Linked DNA regions of Mus musculus: region 2 is linked to region 1. Evidence: chromatin contacts called from public HiChIP or PLAC-seq data. All regions are on one chromosome and are shown on one strand. The core of a region is the stretch at or near the end of the contact, and the rest is flanking DNA. Distances in the headings are between cores, read along the strand shown. Region 1 overlaps Copa (coatomer protein complex subunit alpha). Region 2 has its middle 14 kb from the start of Pigm.

Evidence for each region. HiChIP or PLAC-seq counts read pairs in DNA pulled down with a chosen protein or histone mark.
Region 2: an HNF4G HiChIP or PLAC-seq map of pancreatic cancer cells shows a contact between it and region 1. The contact joins two enhancer-like sites. A contact is called at or near these places in 1 of 115 datasets of contacts at active chromatin or transcription factors (pancreatic cancer cells) and 2 of 9 other capture datasets (adipose tissue and pancreatic islet).

Annotation. Positions count from the first base shown.
Region 1 is chr1:172,095,955-172,103,016 of GRCm38.p6, forward strand. Copa (coatomer protein complex subunit alpha) reads left to right here. Exons shown (of 33, transcript NM_009938.4): 7 at 1,720-1,829; 8 at 3,714-3,813; 9 at 5,425-5,560; 10 at 6,256-6,338. Among named protein-coding and RNA genes, the nearest start is that of Ncstn, 17 kb to the left of the region's middle. Within about 2 kb of position 3,782, at least 14 of the 459 cell types and tissues checked have an H3K27ac peak or open chromatin away from gene starts, as enhancers often do. A contact at or near this core is called in pancreatic cancer cells, where this site is marked.
Region 2 is chr1:172,387,426-172,394,487 of GRCm38.p6, forward strand. No RefSeq gene overlaps it. Among named protein-coding and RNA genes, the nearest start is that of Pigm, 14 kb to the left of the region's middle. Within about 2 kb of position 3,611, at least 49 of the 459 cell types and tissues checked have an H3K27ac peak or open chromatin away from gene starts, as enhancers often do. A contact at or near this core is called in pancreatic cancer cells, where this site is marked.

The sequences.
Region 1 (7,062 bases), core at 2,532-5,031:
GTACTGTAGTTGTACAGATGATAGTGAGCCATCATGTGGTTGCTGGGAATTAAACTCAGGACCTCTGCTCCAGCCCGCTTGCTCTAGTCCAAAGATTTATTTATTATTATAAGTATTCAGTAGCCATCTTCAGACACACCAGAAGAGGGCATCAGATCTCATTATGGATGGTTGTGAGCCACGATGTGGTTGCTGGGATTTGAACTCAGGACCTTTGGAAGAGCAGTCAGTGCTCCTAACTGCTGAGCCATCTCTTCAGCCCAGGGTTTATTTTCAATGATATGTTTTATTTAGTCTTTGCTTTAAAATACTGTCTTTTTAAAAAGTTTCAACAAATGTTAGGTATTTTCTTTCCCAAATATTTTAAAAGGTAGGAATTTAGTCTTAATTTTGTTTTATGTAATTTGGTATAATTATATATGATTATTACCTGTCTTTAAAGGTTGTTATCAGAAACAAATCTGATGAAACTGGTATTTGTACTATAATTTTGGTTCTGGTTTTAATACAGTTAGTCAGCTTTCCCCTACCTCTCCCTGCTTTTTGGAATAGGACTTTTCTCTGTAGGCCAGGCTCAACTTAAAACAGTACTCCTGTTTCTGCCTCCTGATTGTAGAAATTGCATGTATGACCCGCCACACCTTAATGCAAGCACTCAGGCTTTAAAGGTGTGTAGATGGGTCATAAGCGTGGGTCGCCACAGATCAGACACTTATCCTGATGTCTTTGTTTCCTATCATTAAAAATTATGGGCTAATAATTCCTCCCAGTGAAAAATAGCTTCTGTAGGTTTTAATGGAAAAAATACGTATGTTCATATCTATAATCAGCATTTTATGCAAGAACATGAAGAATTCTGACGGCTTTAATTATTTGATGTCCTTTTCAGGAGGTAAGTAGGAAGTGTGAGGACTCTTTGCCATATCTTCTCATAGTATTTGTAATAGTTCTTCCAAGCTAGACAGCTGTTTTGTTTATTATGTCTACTTCAGCAGTGCATCTGGAACTTTCCTGTAAATTGCTTCCAGCTTGGAAAACACTAAAGTGAGATCTTCCCCAGGAGCATTTCTTTAAATTTTTTATTATGAGGATTAGAGGTATGGCTCAGCAGTTAAGAGCACTGACCACTCTTCTGAAGGACCTGGCTTCAATTCCCAGCACCTTTTTGGCAGCTTTCAACCACCTGTAAATCCAGGGACATTGTAGCTCTCTTCTGGGTTCTACAGGCACCAGGCGTACATGTGTTATACAGATGTGCATGCAGACAAACATCCATACATATCTATTAATAAAATACATTTTTAAAAAAATTAAGGTAAAAATAAAATAAATAAATAAAATTTTAAGGTGATAGAAAAAGGTATAGATTTTATGAACCTGAATGTGGACATTGAATGATTACCATTTGAGGCCACATTTTGGGAAGATTAAAGAATGGGTAGTGTTACTAATCTAAAATAGACAGCTCTTGGAGGTGAGATTTAATGAACTTAGTTGTGTCAGAATTTGGATTGGCTCCCACTAAGGGATCGTTGAGTGTTAGGGAAGAGCTAGTGAGGGGTAAGTAGGCTTGTGAGTGTGGTTCTTCCTTCCCTCTAGTTGTAGTTTCCCATTTCATTTTATCTTAGTCTTTCGCTGTACCTTTCGTGATTCTGCTACTGTGCTCTTACTGATAACATTATATTTGCATCTTTCATCCCACTCCTTAACCCTCCAAAGGTCTAAGGAAGAAAAACTTGTCTCCTGGTGCGGTGGAGTCGGATGTGAGAGGAATAACTGGCGTTGATCTGTTTGGAACCACGGATGCCGTGGTGAAGCATGTGCTAGAGGTACTTATCTCTGTCGCTCACTGTGGGTGAGGGTATGCTACTCTCTAGAGACAATCTCGGTATGCTGTTGATTTAATTTTCATCTGGAAATGAGTGTGTGATGTGTGTGGGCATGTGTGCTGCAGCACCCGTGAGGAGTCCACAGTGACAGTTCTGTGCACTCAGTTCTCTCTGTGGGTCCCAGGATTTGAACTGTGCCTTGAGTAGCAAGCAGTTTATCACTGAGCCATCTCACTGGCCCACGTTTATTTTTCAATTCTTTCAGCAAATATTTAAGTGTCAGAGACCGTCTGAGATTTGAGGAATAGAATTTAAGTAAGCCAACAGAGAAAGGAAGATTACATGTCACCTCAGAGAGAGTTATAGCATCTTGTAAATCCAGTAGGAAGAAAGCTGGACATGTGTCCCATTACTGTCATGAAGCAAAGCCATTCTTAGACCTTGTAGAAGGAGAGATCCCAAAGAAAATCAGTGAGAAGTACCAAGAGCCAGTTATGTGTAAGATGTAAGAAACTTGTTCATGGTGGGAAATAGAAAAGCCTAAGAAAAGAAACTAGGTTTTCTAAAATTAAAGTCTTACTATAAAACTACTCGCTGAAATGTGAACTGTTTAATCCCACAGATGAAAAAAAAAGAGATTTAGAAAAATTACAGTTCCCCAAAGTCCAGCTGTATGCATTGAATCCTGGGCTCCAACTTCAAAACCCACATGTTTTTACAAATACAAAATACCCTAACACTTCTCACTCAACACTGCCATGTGCATCGTTCTGCCAAAGAAATGAAGTACGGTCGTGTAAATAGCATAGAGACTGTCATGAAGTTAGCGTCCTTAACTTTATGCCCTTTAGACTCTTAAAGCTTCATAAGAATTTAATTTAACTAGTTTATTTTTATGTAGAGGAGTATTTTACTTGCATGTGTATCTGTGTACCATGTTACTGTCTGTCTGCTGCCTTCAGAGGCCATAAGAGGGTACCATATCCCTTGGAACTGAAGTTAGAAACAGTATCTGGGTGCTTGGAACCCAACCTGGGTCATTTGTAAGAGCAATCAATGCTCCTAATCGATTAGCCATCTCTGTAGCCCCTTGTTTTTGTTTTTTTGTGCACATGCCCTTCTACTGGATGACACCTCCAGCCTAAACCTGAGAACCTTTAAAATGTGGATTTTGTCAGCATACATTTTATTAGCTGTCAGAACAACGATGTCATCACTTATAATGCATCCTGTGGAAAACACCACTATGTAGTCATGGAGAATAACAATAAAGGCAAATAAAATCTTAGTAGGATTTGAAAAATAGCTTTGAACTTGTAGATTTTCCAGTGGGATCTTAGGACTCTTTCAAGGTATTTGAGAATTTAGGCGTTAACTTATAAATCTTTATCCTTATGATGTTGCAATTACTTGTAGAAATAAAACATATATAGACAAGTAAAAAGTAAGGAAAACCTAACTATAAACAAAGCTGAATTTCCTTGTGGAAATGTTTGCAACATCCCATGAGAATTTGAATTAATATTGGACATGTTGATATGGTTATTCTAATGTTCAAAGCTTTATAGTAAGCCAAAACAAACAAACAAACAAAAAAACCCAAATGTTTGTTACAAAAAAAAAAAAAGTCAAATGAAAATAAAATATCAACAAATGATCTCTACAGTGGCACAATCTCTTAAGTCTTTTGCCTTGAGTATTTCAGAGGCTGAGGAAATAGATCAGTGATAGAGTACTGACTTCAGCACCTGTAAGGCCCTGACTTTGATTGCCCGTATCACAGAAAAAGAAACAGACACATTTTGTTATAAACACTAGCATGGTTTTCTTTGAATTGTGTTTTTACAGCTGTTGTAGAAGACCCACTTTTTCTCTTTTTAACAGGGTCATGACCGTGGAGTCAACTGGGCTGCCTTCCACCCGACTATGCCCCTTATTGTATCTGGGGCAGATGACCGGCAAGTGAAGATCTGGCGTATGAATGGTGAGTAAGGTACTGGCGATGTTGCCATAGCCAAGAAAGTGGCAGCCAGCCAGCAAGGGGAAGTAGCCAGGTTTTCTGGACTTTGGCCTATTTTTCTGCCTTAGGCCTTAGTTGATTATTTACTGCTATTCCTAAGTGCATGATCATTGTCTCTTCCTCCCCTCCACACCCCTCATGGCAGTATCTTGATTTTGAGAGATATGAGCATAGTCAAGAGTAAAAGTTCATGTGACAAATTGTGAGTAGCTGCTTTGTTTTAGACTGTGTTTAGGGCCATATTTATATTATTGTGACTCAAAATTTCCATGATATAGAGTTTATATTTGTTCTCAGAATCAGCAAGTAATACATATACTATGTGGATAAAATAAGAGTAGAAGCATAAAGAATTATTTAATATAGCTGTTACAGTCAGTAGAGGTACATAATAAAAGAACAGAGATGTACAGAAAAACAGGAATTTTGGAGCTGAGGTAGCTGTGGCTACTCAAGAGGCTGAGGTAGGGGCTGGTGAGATGGCTCAGTGGGTAAGAGCACCCGACTGCTCTTCCGAAGGTCGGAAGTTCAAATCCCAGCAACCACATGGTGGCTCACAACCACCCGTAATGAGATCCGATGCCCTCTTCTGGTGCTGTCTGAAGACAGCTACAGTGTACTTTACATATAATAAATAAATTAATTAATTTAAAAAAAAAAGATTTCCTAAAAAAAAAAAAGAGGCTGAGGTAGTACAATTCCTAGGAGGTCAAAGGTAGCCTGAGCAACAGCAAAACCTTGTCTTGACACCCCCCCCCCCCCGCAAAAAAAGGTTCAAGTAACTAAAAAAAATAAACATAAAATAAAGAGGAAGAAACTTACATGAAAAACATTGTCCCATTTGGGGAAAATTGATTTAGCATTTTGCAATAGTACTTAGCACTTGCATTTAAAGAGCATCATCACAGCTGTCCATGACAGTATAGCTTTGCAATGTCTATCAGCATGACGATATAGCCTTGCAGAGTCAGCATGCATGTACATGACAGTACAGCCTTGCAGTATCAGCATGACGGTATAGCCTTGCAGTGTCAGCATGCATGTACATGACAGTATAGCCTTGCAGTGTCAGCATGCATATACATGACAGTATAGCCTTGCAGTGTCAACATGACGGTATAGCCTTGTAGTGTCAGCATGCATGTACATGATGGTATAGCCTTGCAGTATCAGCATGCATGTACATGATGGTATAGTCTTGCAGTATCAGCATGCATGGCTGAGGCAGGAGGATCACAAGCACAAGGCCGTCCTGAGCCATATAGCAAAACCTTGTCTCCTCAAAAAGCTGGGGCTAGAGATGGCTCAGTGGACCCACAGAGGGCTGAGTTTGGTTCCTAGCACCTATGTCAGGCAGCTCACAGACATCTGTTACTTCAGCTCCAGGGGCCCAAGGGCTGCCTTCTGGCCTCCACAGATACTACACTCAGATGCAAAAAACCACATACAGATAAATACACACAAAACTAAAAACACAACTAAAATCTTTTTTTTTTTTTTAAAGAATGGGTGTTGGATTTATAGATCCCAGAGTTATTACAGAGAATTGTGATAACAATTCCTTTTGTTCTTCAGAATCAAAGGCATGGGAGGTTGACACCTGCCGGGGCCATTACAACAATGTGTCTTGTGCTGTTTTTCACCCTCGCCAAGAGTTGATCCTCAGCAATTCTGAAGACAAGAGTATTCGAGTCTGGGATATGTCTAAGCGGTAAGGGAATTATTTATGTCATGTGACCAAACCCAAGAGAAGGACCCTTTCTTTGTCTTATCCTTTGTCTTCGCGCGTGCGTGCGCGCACACACACATACACACACACACACACTCCTTATGCAATATTAATATCTGTAAAAGGAAAGGAAAAAATTAGAATACTTCTTTTTCTCTTCAGCATGATGAAAAACCAAGTCCTGTGTTCTGAAGTTCTAAGGCTGTATTGCTTAGTGGTTAAAGTGCTTGCCTGTCATGCATGAGGCCATAAATGTAATCCACACTGCTGTAAAGCAGTAAATAAATAAATAAGCAAGCAACAGCAAAAACCCTTAGAGACTAAAATAGCAACAATATTTTTTAGGTACAAATCTCCCTGTATTCTTTTTCTCCTCTAAATTTGAGTATATTTTTTTCTTCCCTTCATTGTTCAGCTAAAGAGGTAGAAATGTGAACTAAAAGTACATTAGGAGAGACAAGGGAGAAACTGGCCTGCCTAGGCCTGGGTTAGTGTGAAGCCTTCCCTCCCACTGTGTTCCTTGTGGGTGTGGTCCTGATCCTTAGCTGAGTGCACAGCATTCCCTGTCTCCAGTGCACTTGTAAAGTCATCTTCCAGGCCTGCTACTCACTTTCCTTGTGCATGCTGTACTGAAGAGCCTTGATTAACGGTTTCTTCTGTACCTTTTGGTTTTCTAGGACTGGGGTTCAGACTTTCCGTAGGGATCATGATCGCTTCTGGGTCCTGGCTGCCCATCCCAACCTTAACCTCTTTGCAGCAGGTAAGGACCATTTCTTCTTCTCGCTCCTGGGATTTAGTTGAAAGTTTGTAGATTTCAAAGTGATTCTTCCTTAGCTTTGTCTCTTATAAGTGGTAATAGGAAAACAAAGAGAAGCAGAGTTTTCAGAGCCACCTACCGGAAGCTTTTCTCATTCTCATCTCTTACTTTTGGGAGATGGAGCTCTTTAGTGATCTTCACCATGAAGCTCTGTTTGACCTTAAGCTCATTCTCTGTGATGTGCTTTTAGGAGCTCATAGGAGACTAATAGTGAACATTTAGAGTTCTCAGAGTGAGAACGTAGAAGCCAAGTCTACTTCATTCATTTGTCAAATACATAATAAAATATCAGCCCATGCTCTTTATGCTGGTGTCAGAGCAGTGCATAAATACTGCCTGCCTTAGTGGAGCTTTAAGGGAGATGGTCTGTAAACTCTAAGTATAGAAAGTGATGTGTGTTTGAAGATGCCTTGAATAAAAAGTCAAGGGAAGGGAGGACGATGACAGTGGTGGCCTACAGGCTTATAGTGGGTATTCAAGAACGTGAACATGAGTGAGAAAAGGGAGACTGTGCTGTCACAGGCTGCTTTCCTAGTTTGTATGAGGTCCTGGGTTCAAGAAAGAGAAGGAAGACCAGGGAGATGAGTGACAGAAAACTATTTGGAAAAGGTTTTTAAAAACTGTGAGTTTAGGAATGTATTTAGGGGGGGGGGTATGGCGGACTTTT
Region 2 (7,062 bases), core at 2,361-4,860, 290 kb after region 1:
CAATAGCATGAGCACATTGTATTCAGCACCACTCTAGCAGAACCATTCATTTAGTCAAAACGCATTCATATTCATTATGGTGAATAAAACCCAGACTAAATGGCAATGTTTCTAGCTGTGCAGACACAGTGCTAATTGCAGCGTCTGCTATCTAAAGTGAAATGACACTTACAGTGACTATTTAAAATAATTTGGAGCATGAATATTTGAGGTTCAGTTCATTTCACAAAGAACATTTTAACCTGCTTTGCTCTCCATTCTTTGGGCAGTTATTTATAGATCCTTGCCATGTGTCAAATATGGTCATAGATGATTCAAATAAAATAAATGTTCTGATTTTGAGGAATAGCAGTAACATTAGAAACATACTCTGTTAGTAAAACCTATGTGAGACCCCATTAAGCTTCCATAAACATACTGTGATTTTTAAGATGAGGATGGGTAAACGCTTGGGTGGAGGATGTTCCTATGCTTATTTTACAGATTTAAAAAAAGTCTACTCAGAAACTAGTGGCTTTCAGGAACTAAAGAGCTGCTTGACGCAAGGCCAGAGTTGGATCCTGCCACCGCTGACCCCAGTTCTTTATTTTCTAATTATTTTGCAAGTTTCTCTTAATGCTTCATGAAAATGGCTGATTTCCTAGGGAAATTTCATTTGTGTAGAATGGACTAAACTTTTGAACTGTAAGCCAGCCCCAGTCAAATATTTTTCTTTATAAGGGTTGCCGCTGTCATGTCTCTTCACAGCAATGAAACCCTGAGACAAAGGTCATGTTTATTTTTTTAAAGGTATGTTTAATCACTGGCTGATTTTTTTAAATTTTAATTTCATTTATTTTACACCCCAATCAAAGTTTCCCCTCCCTCCTCCCAGTCTCTTCCCCCCAATGTCCCCTCCACCCCATCCACTCCTCCTCTGATACCCACGATAGAACCAAACACAATTGGAAAAAAAGTCAATGAAATGACTCTTAATGATATTCTGTAACACTCATAGATTGGTGGTTAGCCCAGTTGTCACCAGAGATGATTCACGTAGGCTTAGAGTTTTCAAAACCTTCTTCAATAAGGGTTCTTAAATGCTTCAACCTCCCTTCTAGCCCACCAGCCACCAGAGGTAGTGGAAAAGAAAGGTTAATAGGAAACAGGGGTTGTGGACCTGTTCAGAAATAGTTCACTGGGGCAGTTCCAATCCTCTAGCAATCAGCAGCTGCAGTCCAGTCCACTCAGCAATCACCACTCAGGAATTAGCATGGCCCGAGAGGCTCTGCCAATCGGCCCAGGTTGGAAGAAATGTCAAGAAGCCTCTGGAATATCACGAGAAGTTCTTTGGTGAGTTGGTTTCTACAAGGTCATGACAAGCCAAGATCAGTGACACACTACAAGGTTGACCAATGCCAGAGCCACCTTCCACTGTCTGTGGAGTCATAGTCTTTCTAAGCATCATGTGTCCTCTTACATGTCTGCTTCAGCAAAACATCTTCTCACTTATATCTGCTTCAGCAAAACATCCTTTCACCTATTTGCCCCAACAAAACATCATATGACATATCTGAATTTCCAAAGAAACCAGAAATTTCCACTTCAGCTTTACCCAGCAACTGATGGAAACAGATGCAGAGACCCGCTAAACTTTAGGCAGAGCTTGGGGAATCCTGTGGAAGATGGGAAGGAAGGATTGTAGGGGCCAGAGGGGTCAAGGGCACCACAAGAATACCCACAGAACTAACCTGAGCCCATGGGGCAGACAGAGACTGAGCTGCCAACCAAAGAGCCTGCATGGGAATGACGTAGGCACTTCGCATGTATGCAATTTCAGATATCATTCTATTGACCTCTTGATCCTCAAGACCCACACACTACAAAGAGAACTGACTTGGGAAAGCTGTCCTCTGACCTACACATAAGCACTGTAGCATATATGCCCCCCCAAAAAAATCAATAAATTACTAAAAATATGTATGCTTTGTCCAAGGTCCAAGATAGTATATTTAGGAGGGCTGGAACCCAGATCTTCCAGGATGGTCCTCATTCCTTCCTCTGGCGAACATTTTGCTATGGTGAACAGAAAATGATCCACTGGGCTCTAGAAGTCTGGAAGTGCAGGAAAAAGATTAGTTCAATGATTATTCATTCATAGTGGATAGTGCTAGGTATCAACTTTGGTTTCATACTCAGGCTCTTGGAATAAAGACGATAAAAATAACAGTTCTCTCTTCAAGGGTTTCATAGTCTGATACAGGCAACTGATGGAAAAGTGATTGTAACTCACAATTCAATGGCTGAAATAAATGTCCACATAACTAATCCATCCTCGGTCTGGATAAAGCTAGTGTAGAACCTGGGATAGGTGGGTACTAAGATGTTATCTGCTTCCCTTTAATACTGGATAATAGCAGTGGCTTTTAAAAATTTCCTTCTTAAAATCAGTCTCCTAGCAACAGGGGATACAGTGCCTGAACCAGCCATCTCCTGTAACCAGGTAAGACTTCTAGTGGAGGGACTGAGACACCAACCCAGCCGTAAAACCTTTGACCTACAATTTGTCCAGCCTACAAGATGTGCTGGGATGAAGGTGGTGCAGAAATTTGAAAGTGGCCAACTAGTGACTGGTCCAGCTCGAGACCCATGCCATGAGAGGGAGCCCACCCCTGACACTGCCCAAGGGGTCAGGAGCCAGAGGCTAGATAGCCCAGAGACCCACCAGAGAACCAAACACGAATGGGAAAAAAAGTCAATGAACTGATTCCTGATGATATTCTGCTATACTCATAGATTGGTGTCTAGCCCAATTGTCATCAGAGAGACTTTACCCAGCAACTGATGGAAACAGATGTAGAGACCTACAGCTAAACATCTGGCAGAGCTCGAGGAACCCTATGGAGGGGGTGCAGATTGTAGGAGCGAGAGGGACCAAGGAAATCACAGAAAGCACACAGAATCAATTAACCTAGGCCCGTAAGGCCCACAGAGACTTAGCCATCAACCAGAGAGCCTGCATGGGCTGGACCTGGACCCTTTGTACATATGTTACAGTTGTGTAGCTTGGTCTTCTTGTGGGACTCCTAACAGCAGGAGCTGTCTCTGACTCAGTTACCTGCTTTTAGGACCCTTCCCCTTACCGGGGTTGTCTTGTCTAGCCTTCATAGAAAAGGAGGTGCCGAGTTTTACTGCAACTTGATATGCCGTGGCTGGTTGATATCCATCCAGGCCAGCCCTTTTCTGAAGAGAAACATAGGGGAGTGAATGGGACAGGAAGGGGCTGTTGGGAGGGAGGTCCTAGGAGGAGAGGATGGAGGGGGAAGCCATGGCTGGGATGTCGGTGATTAAACAGGCCTTTACAAAATCAACATGATCTTCTTTGTCTTAGTTAAGGTTTCACTGCTGTGAAGAGACAACATGACCAACAGAAACCCTTATAAAAGAAAATATTTAACTGGGGCTGACTTACAGATCAGAGGTTTAGTCCATTATTATCACTGCAAGAAACATGGTGGCATGCAGGGAGACAAGGTGCTGGAGAAGGAGCTGAGAGTTCTACACCCAGGCAGCAGGAAGAGAACTGGTTTGAGTTTCTGAGCCCTCAAAGCCTGCCCTCCCAGTGACTCACTTCCTCCAATAAGGCCACACCTACTCCAACAAGGCCACACCTCCGAATAGTATCACTCCCTGTGGGACTAGCATTCAAACACATGAGTCTATAGGGGCCACACCTATTCAAACCACCACAACCTTTAAAAGAGAGAGAGAGAGAGAGAGAGAGGGAGAGAGAGAGAGAGAGATAGCTTCATGAAGCCCAGCTTGACCTTGAATTCACTGTATCACCAAGAATTATATATGAGTGCACTATTGCTCTCTTCAGACACACCAGAAGAAGACATTGGATCCCATTACAGATGGTTGTGAGCCACCATGTGGTTGCTGGGAATTGAACTCAGGACCATTGCAAGAGCAGGCAGTGCTCTTACCCACTGAGCCATCTCTCCAGCCTGCCAAGAATCATCTTGGCTCCTGACCCACGACTTACATGTAGGTATGTGCTCCGTGCCAGGTTTACACATAGTGATGACTGAACCCAGGGCTTTGTGCGTGCTAGGGGAACACTCCACCCACTAAGCCATTGCTCCTCACCTGACCTTTATGATTGGTTCTTCCCTGTTCTGCTTCATCTACCTCCTCCCAACCACCTTACCCAAATTTGCCGTCTCTTCACGCTTTGAAAACATGTGCTGCTCCTGTGGTAAAATGCCCTTCTTGTCTCTCTCGCCAGTTCCTGTTTAAGGGTGACCTTTGCAAAGCATCCTCCGGTACAGCACTTTTATTTTACAGTGCAGGTCATCTTGTCCTACAGTTTCAGTGCGTGACTATGCCTTGAGTTCTATAAGGACTGGCATTCTCTCTTACTCCCTTATTTTCCAGGGGTTTTACAGACCCAAGCAAAGATGGGCGAGAGTAGTCAACGCCATTGAGCTACTAAGGTGCTCCACCTACTCTCCCTGGTTTGTTGAATTGAGTTATACAGGAGTACATCAAGTGGGAGGTGGGGACAGTTGAGTTCTTCACAGGGTGTCCATGGTGACAGCTGTGCAAAGGGAAAGAAAGCACTTTCTTACTGCCTGTCATTTCCAAATGCCATCAGGGTCTGCCTAGTTTTCTAAGTTAGAAGTTTATAATCACCTCCTATTCCTTCTCTTACTACCCTGCCCCCGTCTAATCAGTCACTAAATCCTGTCGGCTCTACCCTTTAATGTCCCCAGAGCCCGCTGGCATCTTGCCATCGCCCGTTGCCAGTTCTCCAGCGCAGGCCCTCATTATCCCGCACCTAGAATCGATAGCTCTGACTGGTCTCGCTTTCCATCTCTCTTGCCCTTCATCCCACCTCTCATCTATCCTCCCCTCTGCTGCCACCGTCTGCTTTCTAAGGCACATCTGTTCCTGTCACCATTCTGATGAAAGCACCGGGGAAGCTCCGTGACCTGCAAGAAGTCCAACCGCCGCTGCAGCGCCTTCTGTCTCCCACTGCTTTCCCTCCCTCCACCTCACTCTGGCTCACCGGATAATGCAGTTTTCGGGAATGACCCCAGTTGCAAAGCCCTCATTTGTGCTGTCTCTCTGTCAAGTGGGCTTGCCTGTCTCCTGGCGTTCAGACCTTGTGCCACCCACTCTTCAAGGCCTAACTCACAAGCCTCTTTTGAGCGATAAAAACTCCAGTTATAAAAACCGGAGAGGTTAATTAGTAAGGAAAAATGTGGGTGTAAGGCTAATATTTTTGAGGTATTATTATATTTCACTGGGCTTTTATTTCTTTCAGATAGATTAGCTCCTGAGGACAATATGTGTTGGTATGTATGTGCATGCATGAGTGTGTGTGTGGTGTGTGACAGTGTGTGTATGAGTGTGTGTGTAGTATATGTGGTGTGTGAGTGCGTGTGTGTGTGTGTGTGTGTGTGTGTGTATGTGTGTGTGGTGTATGTGTGAGTGAGTGTGGTATGTATGTGGTATGTAGTGTGTGTGTGAGTGTGTGTGTGTGGTGTATGTGTGAGTGTGTGTGTGGTATATGTGGTGTGTGAGTGTGTGTGTGTATGTGGTGTATGTGGTGTGTGAGTGTGTGTGTGTGTTATGTATGTGTGTGTAGTGTATGTGTGAGTGAGTGTGGTATGTATGTGGTATGTGGTGTGTGTGTGAGTGTGTGGGTGGTGTGAGAGTGTGTGTATGTGTGTAGTATGTGTGTGTGGTATATGTGTGAGTGTGTGTATGGTATGTGTGTGGTGTGTAAGGGTGTGAGTATGTGTGTGTGATGTTTGCTGAGCACCATTTGTGAACCTATGTATGTCTCATAGTTTCCTTTAACTGCCAAAATAATTTCTTAAAATATAACTGCTATTGTTAACAAAAATAAACAAATAAAATAAGTAAATAACTAAGTAAGTTCAGAGGAAATAATTCTGCCTTCCACAAGGTTAAAGGCTGTTTTTTGTTTGTTTGTTTTTGTTTTTGTTTTAAAGGACTGGTTTAAAAAAAACCCCACAAGGGGCTGGAGAGATGGTTCAGTGGTTAAGAACACTGACTGCTCTTCTAGAGGTCCTGAGTTCAAATCCCAGCAACTACTGGGATCACAAGCATTTGTAATGGGATCTGATGCCCTCTTCTGTTGTGTCTGGAGAGAGTGACAGTGTAATCATAGACATAAATTTAATAAATTTTAAAAACCCCACAAAGCTGTCCAGTTTCTGACCTGTATGCAGTTTTATGATTCTTTTTCTTTCTAGTCTACCGAGTCTTTTTTCTTTCCATCTTTCTTCTCCCTACCCTTTCTTTTCTAATTTATCTTGGAGAAGGCAATCCAGAGCGCGCCGATGTTTTCAAACCTCTTTTTCTAATTAAAAGGAAGAGGCGGTCCATAAGACGCTGCAGGTTTCAGACTGACAAGGTCTCTAGAAGCTGGGAACAAGGCCAAAAATGTCACCCTCTGAAAGTGACAACGAGAAGTCGATGAGATTAATCACTATGATAATCTTCCCAGGAAATAACCACCTAAGAAATTCTTGTTAAGTCTGTTGCTGGTAGGATTTGGCTGTTTTGTAATCTCAGCTAGGGCCCAAGATGTCTCCCTACCAAGGAAAGCATTTAAGATGCAGCTTGTGTGAGGTAAACTGTAATCTAGGAAATTACAAGTGTTTGTCCTGGGGTTATTAATGGGAGCGCCAGTTAGGGACTTCTAAGCATGACTGTAAATGTTGCAGACAGTCTGTAAATGTGGCTTTAGTTTCTGTTGTTCTTTCTTATCAGGGTAATAAACCCCAGGAGGTAGAAACTAGTTTTGTTTTATCAGCAGGGGTATTGCTAGAAAAAGAGGGATTAGTAGGGCTGTTAGATGCTGTTGTAGTTCCGATGCTTCCTCCACCCATGTACCAGGGTCGGAACCTCAGGCTTCTGTAGCTGTGGGGTGTGGTAGGGACCATAGAGAATAGGGGAAGTCTTAGGAATAGGGCAGCCACTTGGTAGGACTGTGGGACCCTCCTCTTTGGCTCCTACTGTGTGACTTCTCTCCTTTACCTACAT